Regions from separate parts of the Sus scrofa genome. Here region 1 is linked to region 2. The links are chromatin contacts, called in public Hi-C maps. All regions are on one chromosome and are shown on one strand. Each heading gives the region's core, a stretch centred on a gene start, on an enhancer-like site or on the middle of the called end of the contact. The rest is flanking DNA. Distances are from core to core; before and after follow the strand shown.

Region 1 (4,783 bases), core at 1,546-4,045, 61 kb after region 2:
AGCATACACCCTTTGGATGTTTCCTGGCTGTCCTGGGTCTTCTCTTTTGTACCCCCACCCAGTCCCACCCTCTGCACGCGTCCTGGGTGACTGATCTCTGTGGACCTCATCAGGGAGCAATGGGTTTGGCCACTGAGAGGCATCATCAGGAGATCATACGGTGGCAGGAGAAAATGGATGGGGCTTTCTTTCTCCTGCTGCTGCGTGCACTACTCCTCCACTCAATAAATTAGTGCCTCTGGAGCTGTCCTCTCAGCTACGGCTCTCTCTCAGGGTTCTGGTATCAGAGCCCTTCAGGTTTAGCGCAGGTGGCATCTTTCTGTCGCTGCTGGTTCCGAAGTATTTAACTATTCCCTACTGGTTCCCTTATCCCTGACCCCACTCTTCCAGATGCTTCCTTCATGAAACTCTCCTCAACTGGAACGCACTGTTTCCTGCCAGGGCCCGACTGATACAGTGGCCAAAATAAGCTCCTCCATGTGAGGAGAGGTAGAAAATAATGATAAGGAAGATAATCCTATCCACTTATGGCAGCCTTCTAAACACTAAACACAGCTAAATACTGTGGAAAGCATTTTGTATGTATTCAATAAACATTTACTCAGTGCTAAACATTGTTAGATAAAACAGACTCTGCTCTCAAAGAGGTGACCCAATTTAACTTCCATGTAACGGCCCTGTTATTGTTATCACTACTTCAGGCATGGGAAGACTGAGTCTCAGAGAGGTTAAGTGACTTTGCCAAGGTCATCAGCCAGTAAGTACAGAGCTGGGATTTGTATCCAGGCTGTCTGACTCCAAGGCCCATGCTTTAGTCTGTTGCAACAACGGCTGCTCAAGTACCCTCTCAAGTCAGCAACTGGACGAGTTCCCAGGAATGGAGCTGTTTTGTTCTGCCTGGGGGTGACAAAAGTGTAGGGGAAGGCTGGAGCCTGCAGGAGAGAAGGCTGTGGGCTGAACTAGCTTAGGGATGGTGTGTCGCAGGGTAGCTGGTGACAGATGGACACAATGCTGGCCCCACATGGGCTGAGGATGAGGCATTTCTGTTCTTAGTCTGGCTCTTCCCACTGAGCGGCTATTGACGTCAGGTAGGGATGATTCTTTTGTTTGGGTCCAAGCTTAGGCATGGGTTTTGTTTGCCTGGCACAGGCCTGGGGAGCCACGAAGGGATTGGGTCCCTCACATGCAGGAACCTTTACTAGGAGGTGACTTTCCTCTGCGGTTTCCCAAAGAAAGTGAGGAAAAATAAATTGCTGGCATATTGTTTTTGGAGTCTAGATTCAAACCTTTGGTCCACCCACCCTGCCCCCCGCCATTCTTGTGAGGACTGCTCATGGAATTCTGAAGGGAATAATCGTGCAGTGACCCAGCTTTCTGAGGACTATGCCTGACCAGCAGCAGCAGGCCCTCCAGGGGCCCCTCAGAGCAGCCATGCTTGGAGTGCAGCCCCTGCCATGCAGACCATCAGGATTGCAGACTGTAGCTCAGATGGCCACCCAGCTCTCCTCAGTCTGGAGGCTGGCTGGGCCAGGGCCTCACTCACAGGAAAAGCAGGGAAGCCTCTTTCATTTTCGGAAGAGCCAGGTTTCAGTATTTCTGTGACTGATTTATAAAATCCAGTGGGCTCCTGACTAGACTCAGTTTTCTTCCTTCCCTTTCCTCCTTTTCCTCTCTCCACTTTACTTTTTTTCCTCTCCCTTCCCGTCTTCCTATCTCCTGCCTTTCCTTGACAAGCCCCCTCCATCAGCATCAGTCAGTAGATTTGATGTGAATATCCAAGTTCTAAAGGGACTTCTTCCTTTGAAGGGGACCTCTTTCCATGGTATCCCTGTTGAGTCCCTGGGAGCCCCTCTCATCAGGCAGATAAACACATACCTCCTGACATAGAAAAGGCTTTAGCCCTTAGAAGATTCAGATGAGAAAGTTACGGGGAATTGAAACATTGACCTCCTATTACAACCTTTTCTTTTGAGGGGTTCAAAGAAATAAGTTGATTTTAGCCATGTCCATTTCCTATCTGTGATGCAAAGGCAGGGCCGACTCTGTCAGCAGCTGAACGCAAACAACCACAGAAAAGCTCTCTTTCCATGGAACTAAAATACAATCTGATTTCAAACTCTCTTTGCCTCTTGGCTGTGGAAAAACAGGGTAGGGAATAGTGAAGCCCTCGTTAGGTGTCAGGATGTCCAGATCATTTCAGGAATGTCTCTCTTACTGTCTAGAGCAATTCTTACCTTTCCACGAGCCAGTCAGCTTGCCTTTACATCTTCCACCATATCCCTATATGTGACCAGCAGTGTAGGATTTTCCGTGACCCAAAGGATAACAAGGATAGAAGGGAGAGAGGCAACTGCCAGGAAATTTTATTTGTAGAGAAGTCTCTAGAGAAGCCCTTCTCTATCTCCACCCTACTCCCATATTTATCCCATTCTGATTGGCCAGCATCCCCAGAACCCCATCCAAGAAAATGGGTGAGTCTTTCCCCTGAAGGCCTTGTAGCTTAGCGTGAGGGAAAGTCTGGAGCTGGACATCCATGTCCCATGCCACCCTCTGCTAGAGACTGGGTGGTGGCCCGTGAATGAAGCACCTGTGGAGGGTCAGACTAGCCAGGACACCAATCCTGACATCACCTGGCACATATGTAGAGCCGGGCTCCCTGGAGCTGGGGGCTCATTCCCCAGGGCGGAAAGAGGTAGGTTATTTGTGTGTGTTCTGTGTTAAGATGGCTGCTCCAGGCCTGACCTTGTGGAGGCTTCTTGGCTTAGCAGGAGGTGATGTCACTCAGTGTTTCCTGCAGCTGCTGTGGCGTGAGGAGTGGCCCCCACCCTGAGGCCCCAGAGAGGAACAGCAGTGGAGAGCCAGTGTGTGTGGGCTTCATGACTGAAACGTCACTCTGCTCAGGGCGGGGTGGGGGCGGGGTGGGGAGGGCAGGGCAGAAGCAGTGTTCAACATAGCAAGTGGGGTAACGGGGTGGTCTGATTGATAGAGAACCCGTGTGACCCCGAAGCATATCCACGCCTCCTCCCTAACCCTCTGGGGTGTGGTCCATTCCAGGCCAAGCCCAAAGTCTCTTTAGATTCTAAGTGGTCTACATGACCTGCTGAGTGGTTCTTAGAAAAGATCCTGTGTTCCCAATACTACCACTGGGTTGAAGTCATCTTTAAAATTATATTCTTAGGAGCTCCCACTGTGGCACAACAGCTGGTGGCATCTTGGGAGCACTGGGACACAGGTTCGATCCCTGGCCCAGCACAGTGGGTTAAGGATCTGCTGCAGTTGCAGCGTAGGTCTCAACCGCAGCTTCGATCTGATCCCTGACCTGGGGACCCCATATGCCTTGGGGTGGCCAAAAAAGAAAAAAAAATTATATTCTCATATGCAGTGACTAGTCAAAGATCTGAGGGTCCAGAGCATGGTTTTTCCCATTTAATTATCCGCAGAATCTCAGTCTGCAGCACAGCTGGTTTACATTCAGTACACAAACCGAGATAGAAATATACTCAAACACATTTAACAAATGCTGCAAAGTGTATTCTTTTGGACACTTGAACTGTACATTAGCATATTAGAGGATCAAAGAGTCCTGCTGGAAATTTTAAAAATCTCGTGTTTGTCCAACATACTTGACCGTGCCAGTTTCTCAGCACATCTGTTTCAGCTTATGGAATACAGCATTCCATGGGCTTTTCTCCAGCACATTCTTTTCTAGGTGAGAGGACAGAGCCACACGTGGCTACTCCTACTGAAGGTCTTTTTCTCGTCTCGCCTTAATTTGTTATTCATTCAACAGACATTCACTGAATCCATTTATTCAATCACTCACTTATTCATGCCTTATAGTAAAAGATAAAGGAAATGCCTCCTATGGTGCAAGCCTTGAAGGATGGATACATGCTGGTGAATGAGGCAGGGCCCTCATCTCTGAGGACCTCATGATCCAGTGAAGAAAATGAGGCATGTCCTGGAGATGAACTAGCTAAGAAAATGCAGGACCTCAGTCATAGGAGAGACAGCTTGCCTGGGGCTATAGATCTGAGAGTCATGAGCAAAGAGATGTGAGTGGAGCCATTGGAAAGGGAGGGAAATGTGCAGGTGGGAAGAAGACTGGGACCAAGACAGAATTCCAGGAAGCCAGCACACTGAAGGACTAGCTAGAGGGAGAAGAGTCTGGGAAACAGACAGGAAACAGAAGGTAGAAGGCTGCCTCCTCACTATTAGAGCAAGTATAGACTTGAGCAATGGGATGGGGACATTGGATTTTCTCCCTGGGTGGGGAGAAGAAAAAGGAGGGTTAGTGGTATGTAGTTGTGTATCTGTGTGGGTGTATGGAAGAGTGGTTAATGAGGGGTAGTTCAGAGGAAATTTCTGCTCACAAAGTATGAGTAAATGCATTGAAATCTACACTGGGTCAGAGTGCAGTAGCTAACTGATCACCCTGACCGGAGCGGGCTGCAAATGTGGGTTTGCTCTGTGGTTGCAGGGAGCTCTAGGGTGTACAGCCTCAGAGCTGAGCTCCACGGGAGAATGGCCAGCTCTGAGAAGGAGCAAGGAGAGTTTGTTTTCAAAGGCTGGGGTCCTGAGAGCACCAAAATGTCACAAGTGTGGCATAAAACAAAAATAGCCCCAGGTAAAAAGGCAGGAGCCAGAAGGGTCATCCATTTTTCTGTTAGCAAAACAGTTTTTAAGGAACCTCACACCAAAGTTTAACAGTGCTTTGCACACAGTAAATGCTAAATTAATGTTATATCATCATCATAGCATTAAAGGGATCCCTATTTGATGT
Region 2 (4,928 bases), core at 641-3,140:
TGGTCCCCAGAACACCAATACCAGCCTCACCCTGGAACTTGTTAGAAATGCAAATTATTAGGTCCCATCCCTACCTACAGTGGGAACCACTGCTTTAGTGCACACAGGCAGTATTTCCTGTTACTGGAACCCTGGTCTCTCCTGTCACCGCCCTCTCGGCAAGTCAGCTACCTAGCAGTCGGCCCTGTGGACCAGGAATGGAAGAAGCCTCACCTGAAAATTGTCATTGACACCTCCTTTTGCGATGCGGAGATTGGCGATGCTGGCCAGGTCCCTGGTGAAGATGCTTTGGATGGGAACGTCCAGCTCGGCATTCTCCATCTTCTCGCAGTCGATGTACAGCTGGGCCCTGTCCTCCTGCACAAATAGGGTGATGCTCTTCCACTGACCAGTGGCCAGGAGGGCTTCCTCCACTGACACCACCTGCTGCTTCCCCTGCACGGTCAGGCTCAGGTCCAGGGTGCCCGCCTTGCCGTTGGAGACCACGCTGAAGACCTGGCCAGAATGGTCTTTCCGCTCCACGGCCAGCAGCGTGCCCCGGGTCTTCTTCATTTGCCTCAGGGAGGCCAGGAGGAGGAAACCTTTCTCTGCTCGCACAGCATCCACTAGGTCTTGGAACTTGTCATCAGGGACAGGGGGGATCAGGTTGGCATCCTCAATGCGGAAAGCTGGGCTGGAAGGGTCAGGACCCTTCACTAGTCGGCGCCCAGAGCCCTTTCGGGCAGCCCCGGTGAGTTCAAAGATGTCAAAGACGCTGTTGTCTCCCCCAGACTCTGTTAGACAAGAGGAGGAAGCACTGTGAGCAGGGCCCTCTAGGTGGGGGCGGTGGAGGTAGGGGTTCAGCTCTGGCCGGTGGGGCAGAAAGACAGGGGTGAAAACTCCCTGCAGCCACTGAAAGGGCTTAATCAACACCAGGTCAGAGGGAACCTGCATCCTGAGGTTCAGCCAGGGCTCGGGAAGAGGCACACCTGGGGTAACCAGACCTCCCTTCTCCTCTTCCCTCCCCCCTCAAAAGGTATCATACAGACTTACCTGGAATGCGGTTGGAGCCACACACATGCAACAGAAACAGGACACTGAGTCCCCAGGCCAGCCCCATGGTGGAGCGTTTGTGCCCAACAGAGAGCCTGCAGCAGGAAGCACAGAGAACCCAGGTCAGAGGCCGCCCATCAATGAGGGTGAGCAAAACTGGCTGGGCATGGGGCCAGAGCCTCAGGGACACGCCCCCCCGCCCCGTGGCCCCCACATTTGGTGGAATGAGGGGCAACAGTATTGACTCTGGAGAAAGCATAAGGAAGAAAATGAGGGAGTTGAGGGGAGGAGACTGTGGTTTTCAGGTGGTGGTAGGGGCAAGACCAATAACAGGCAGCCGGGGGCGGCGGGGGGGGCTTTTCCTTGGGAAGGTGAGGTAAGTAGCAGGACCAGGAGATGTAGTTTGGGGAGCTGGGACAGCATGAAGGTGCAGAGATTTTTCTAGAGGACTTTTAGAAAGGTTTAGGAAGGACTTGAGGAAAAGAACAAAATCTTGGGGTGTCCCTGGCGATTTGGGTTTTGAATCCCAAGGCTGGAGAAGATCGCTCTGAAGCTCTTCGTGAGAAGAGTCCTCCAGCGGCTGAGAGGTTCAGGATGGGGAAGGCAAAAAGTGTGAGATCCGGGGTCTGCCAGGAGCTAAAGTCTGTAGCTTCAGGTGTATGGCCAGGGCAGAACTGGACCTCGGCGGCCGCCCAGGGACTCCTTACCTGTGTGGAAACGGGTGCAGCAGCTGGGACTGGAAGCAAGGACACAGCGACCGGAGGAACGCTGGAGAGGCGCGGGGAGAGCGGTGCGCCCGGGAGGCCGCGGTATCAGAGGCTGCGCAGGGAGATTCGCCGGGGAGTGCGCTTGCCGGCCGGCCCGGGTGCAGTGGCTGGTGAGGCGGCGGAGCCGCGGGTTTTTAAAGGGGCGCTCACATTCCTGGGGTTTCCTCTAGCCAATAGGATGCGGCCGGGCAGGAAGCGGGAGGGGGGCCAGTCTGGGTTCCTCTCTCCGCCCCCCGCTGCCTGGCGCACAACTTTCCAGTTAGAAGGTGAAGGGGGGCGGTGGGTGTCGGGGCCGAGAAGCACTGGAACTTCTCAGAAAAATAGGTGCCCGCCCACGCGGCCTTGGCGCTCACGGACTCAGCACTTTGGCTGTGGCGCCGCTCGGGCCGATGTCCTCAGTGTGCTCATACCGGGCGGACGAGGCTCTGGCCACCCACCCGAGATCCCAAGCGGGGGGTTGGGGAACCTGTTCCCTTGAATGCCTGTGCGATGGCTAAGGGTGGACACTTGTTGGATATCGAGCCCATTTTATGGAAAAAAATAAGCCCGACATGGTAAATGGGACCAAGAGGGGACCAGTCTTTGAAAGAGTTGGGTATTTGTTGACCCTTGTCCATCCATCTTGGGTACTTGCGGACCACGCGGTCAGCTTCGCGCCGCGCTCCTGCCCTCCTCCCACTCTGTCTCCTGCCTGCCCCTCGAGGGACGTGAGTGCGGTATCGCACCGGCCAGCAGGCCACGGATGGGGCTCGCCTTCCCACCGCGCGTCGGGGCAGCGTTTCTGCAGCTGCTTGCCGCTCGAGTTCCCGCGAAGAAAAGTCTCTTCTCACAAGTGCTGCGGCGCTTCCACAGCGGGCCGCTTGGGGGCGGTATGCGAATTCTGATCTAGGGGACGCGAGCAAATGGCTTCTTTTCAGTCAGGAATGTTAAGGAAACTTGCTCTTTACCACTTCTCTCAAGCCAAAATTGAAATTGTGTCTTGAAAAACAGTTTTTGTGCCCACTCGTGCTTCTTAACGTGACTCCTGCTTGGAGGGTTTGCAGCACCATCTGGCTCCAGGGTCTTGAACTATTTACAGAACAGACCCATAGAGTCATAAATTACCCTCTGCCTATCATTTTATTTCCCCCTTTTTTTTTCAACCCCAAAGTTCTTTTCATTTTTTCGGCTCCCGAAACCGAGATGTGGGTTACATTTCTGTGGGTGCACCAATTGCCATGAGCGCTGCCGCTGCATGCTTCTGTCATTGGAAATCTAGTGTCCAAGCCACCGGTCCCAAGCCAGCATGACTCCAGCTGCTTGGAATTCCATTCATCTCTTGGGCTGGGACGTCAGCAGCCACACTTCCCCTGCTGTGATCCAGCACATGAGGCTGGCCCCCAGACCCAGGGAACAGGTAGTAACTTCACCAAATAAGGATCTCAGCCACAAGCCAGGGAAAGCCCTGGGGTTCACTTCCCTCCTTAGCACTCACACCTGGCTGGACTCCTAACGGGCTGGAAACACCCAAGAGTTTACATTCGTCAAACAGCAGTTTCACTTTTCTTGTGTGGGAGTGTTGTGTGACAAGGGCCATGTGGGGGACAGAGTGTTTTTTAGTTACTCAATATACAGCAAGCACCTCTAGAAGATGACAAGTATGTTCCCAAAACTCTTGTTTGTTTGTTGCTGAAGTAATAACTTAACCTAACAGTCAAATGAATTTCACATGCTGGGAGGGAGAAAGAAGTCTTCGTCGGATGATTAGTCAAATCAGATTCCTGCAGGGGAAGTCATAGGTAATGATTCAGCCAAACAGATCTGAAGATTCCCGAGTCAGCAGCCATACCCGTCCCTCTCCCTCCCTTTACCTTCCCTAAAATCCTGTTTGCGTCTTGAAAGGTGACTTTTTTTTTTCCTACTTGCTGCTCATAGTATCAGGTACTTAGGAACAGTTTTCAGAGGATGGGCAGCCGATGGCCCCCTGTTCCTCTGGCCCACTTGCCAATTTTATACAGATGAGTGGAGGGCTTGAGGGCCACACGGGGCCCACAAGAGCAGGATACTGCTCTCTCCTTTTATAAAACGCTCATCTCCTGAGTCTTAGTTTCATGGATAGAGCAACTGGAATGCCCTTCAGGCTAGCCACTTCTGGGACCAAGGGACTGTAGGAATCCCTTGGCGTTTTCTTGGAACTTGGCTTCTTCTCACAAAACAAGGAGAAGAAATGTAACCTTTTACAAGTCTTACAAATAGGAAGGTGACCGGATGAGTGGCAGGGAAGAGCTTTCTTGTCAGAGAATGCTGACAGATGTATAGGAGTTACTTATCTCCAACACAAAGGCCCGGCCCAAGTCATGGTACTCCTGTTTTTCTTTTTTCTTTTTTTAAATTTTATTTTTATTAGGGTGTAGTTGATTTACAGTGTGTCAATTTCTGCTCTTCAGTGTAGTGTCCCAGTCATATCATATACATATATTCTTTTTCTCATGCTATTTTCCATCATATTTTATTCAAAGAGATTGGATATAGTTCCCTGTGCTACATAGTAGAACCTCATTGTCTATCCATTCTAAATGTAGTAGTTTGCATCTACTAACCCCAAACTCCCTGTCCGTCCCACTCTCTCCCCCTCTCCCTTGGCAACCACAAGTCTGTTCTCTGTCTGTGAGTCTGTTTCCATTCTATAGATAGGTTCATTTGTGCCATATTTTAGATTCCAGATTTAAGTGATATCATATGGTATTTGTCTTTCTCTTTCTGACTTACTTCACTTTGTATGAAAATCTCTAATTGTATCCATGTTGCTGCAAATGGCATTATTTGTTTTTATGGCTGAGTAGTAGTTCACTGTCTGTATGTATCATATCTTTGTAATCCAGTCATCTGTTGAAGGACATTTAGGTTGTTTCCATATCTTGGCTATTGTGAATAGTGCTCCAGTTTTTCTGGTGGGAAGGAGGGATTGCAGCGGGGTGGGGTGAGGTGGGGTGGGGGTGTCTGGGAAACTAATAGGAACTCTCCTGCAACCCCACTAGTCAACATCTGCTGAAAATATTCCCTAGAACCTAAATACTCTAGGAAGTTTTTGGAGAAGGGGGATGGGAAAAGAGAAAGAAAACCTCTGTCTTTTAATGCAGGCATACCCCT

Evidence for each region. Hi-C and Micro-C count contacts between places; a contact is called where the count stands out from the background.
Region 1: a Hi-C map of embryonic fibroblasts shows a contact between it and region 2, with 2.5 times the contacts expected there. The contact joins the enhancer-like site here to the promoter of THBS1 in region 2. A contact is called at or near these places in 1 of 5 promoter capture datasets (skeletal muscle) and 6 of 47 Hi-C or Micro-C datasets (adipocytes, blood, embryonic fibroblasts and 1 more).

The regions. Positions count from the first base shown.
Region 1 is chr1:131,804,691-131,809,473 of Sscrofa11.1, forward strand. No RefSeq gene overlaps it. Among named protein-coding and RNA genes, the nearest start is that of THBS1, 61 kb to the left of the region's middle. Within about 2 kb of position 2,796, at least 8 of the 83 cell types and tissues checked have an H3K27ac peak or open chromatin away from gene starts, as enhancers often do.
Region 2 is chr1:131,744,208-131,749,135 of Sscrofa11.1, forward strand. THBS1 (thrombospondin 1) reads right to left here and starts at 1,891. Exons shown (of 22, transcript NM_001244536.1): 1 at 1,740-1,891; 2 at 1,033-1,127; 3 at 214-773. The coding sequence starts at 1,099.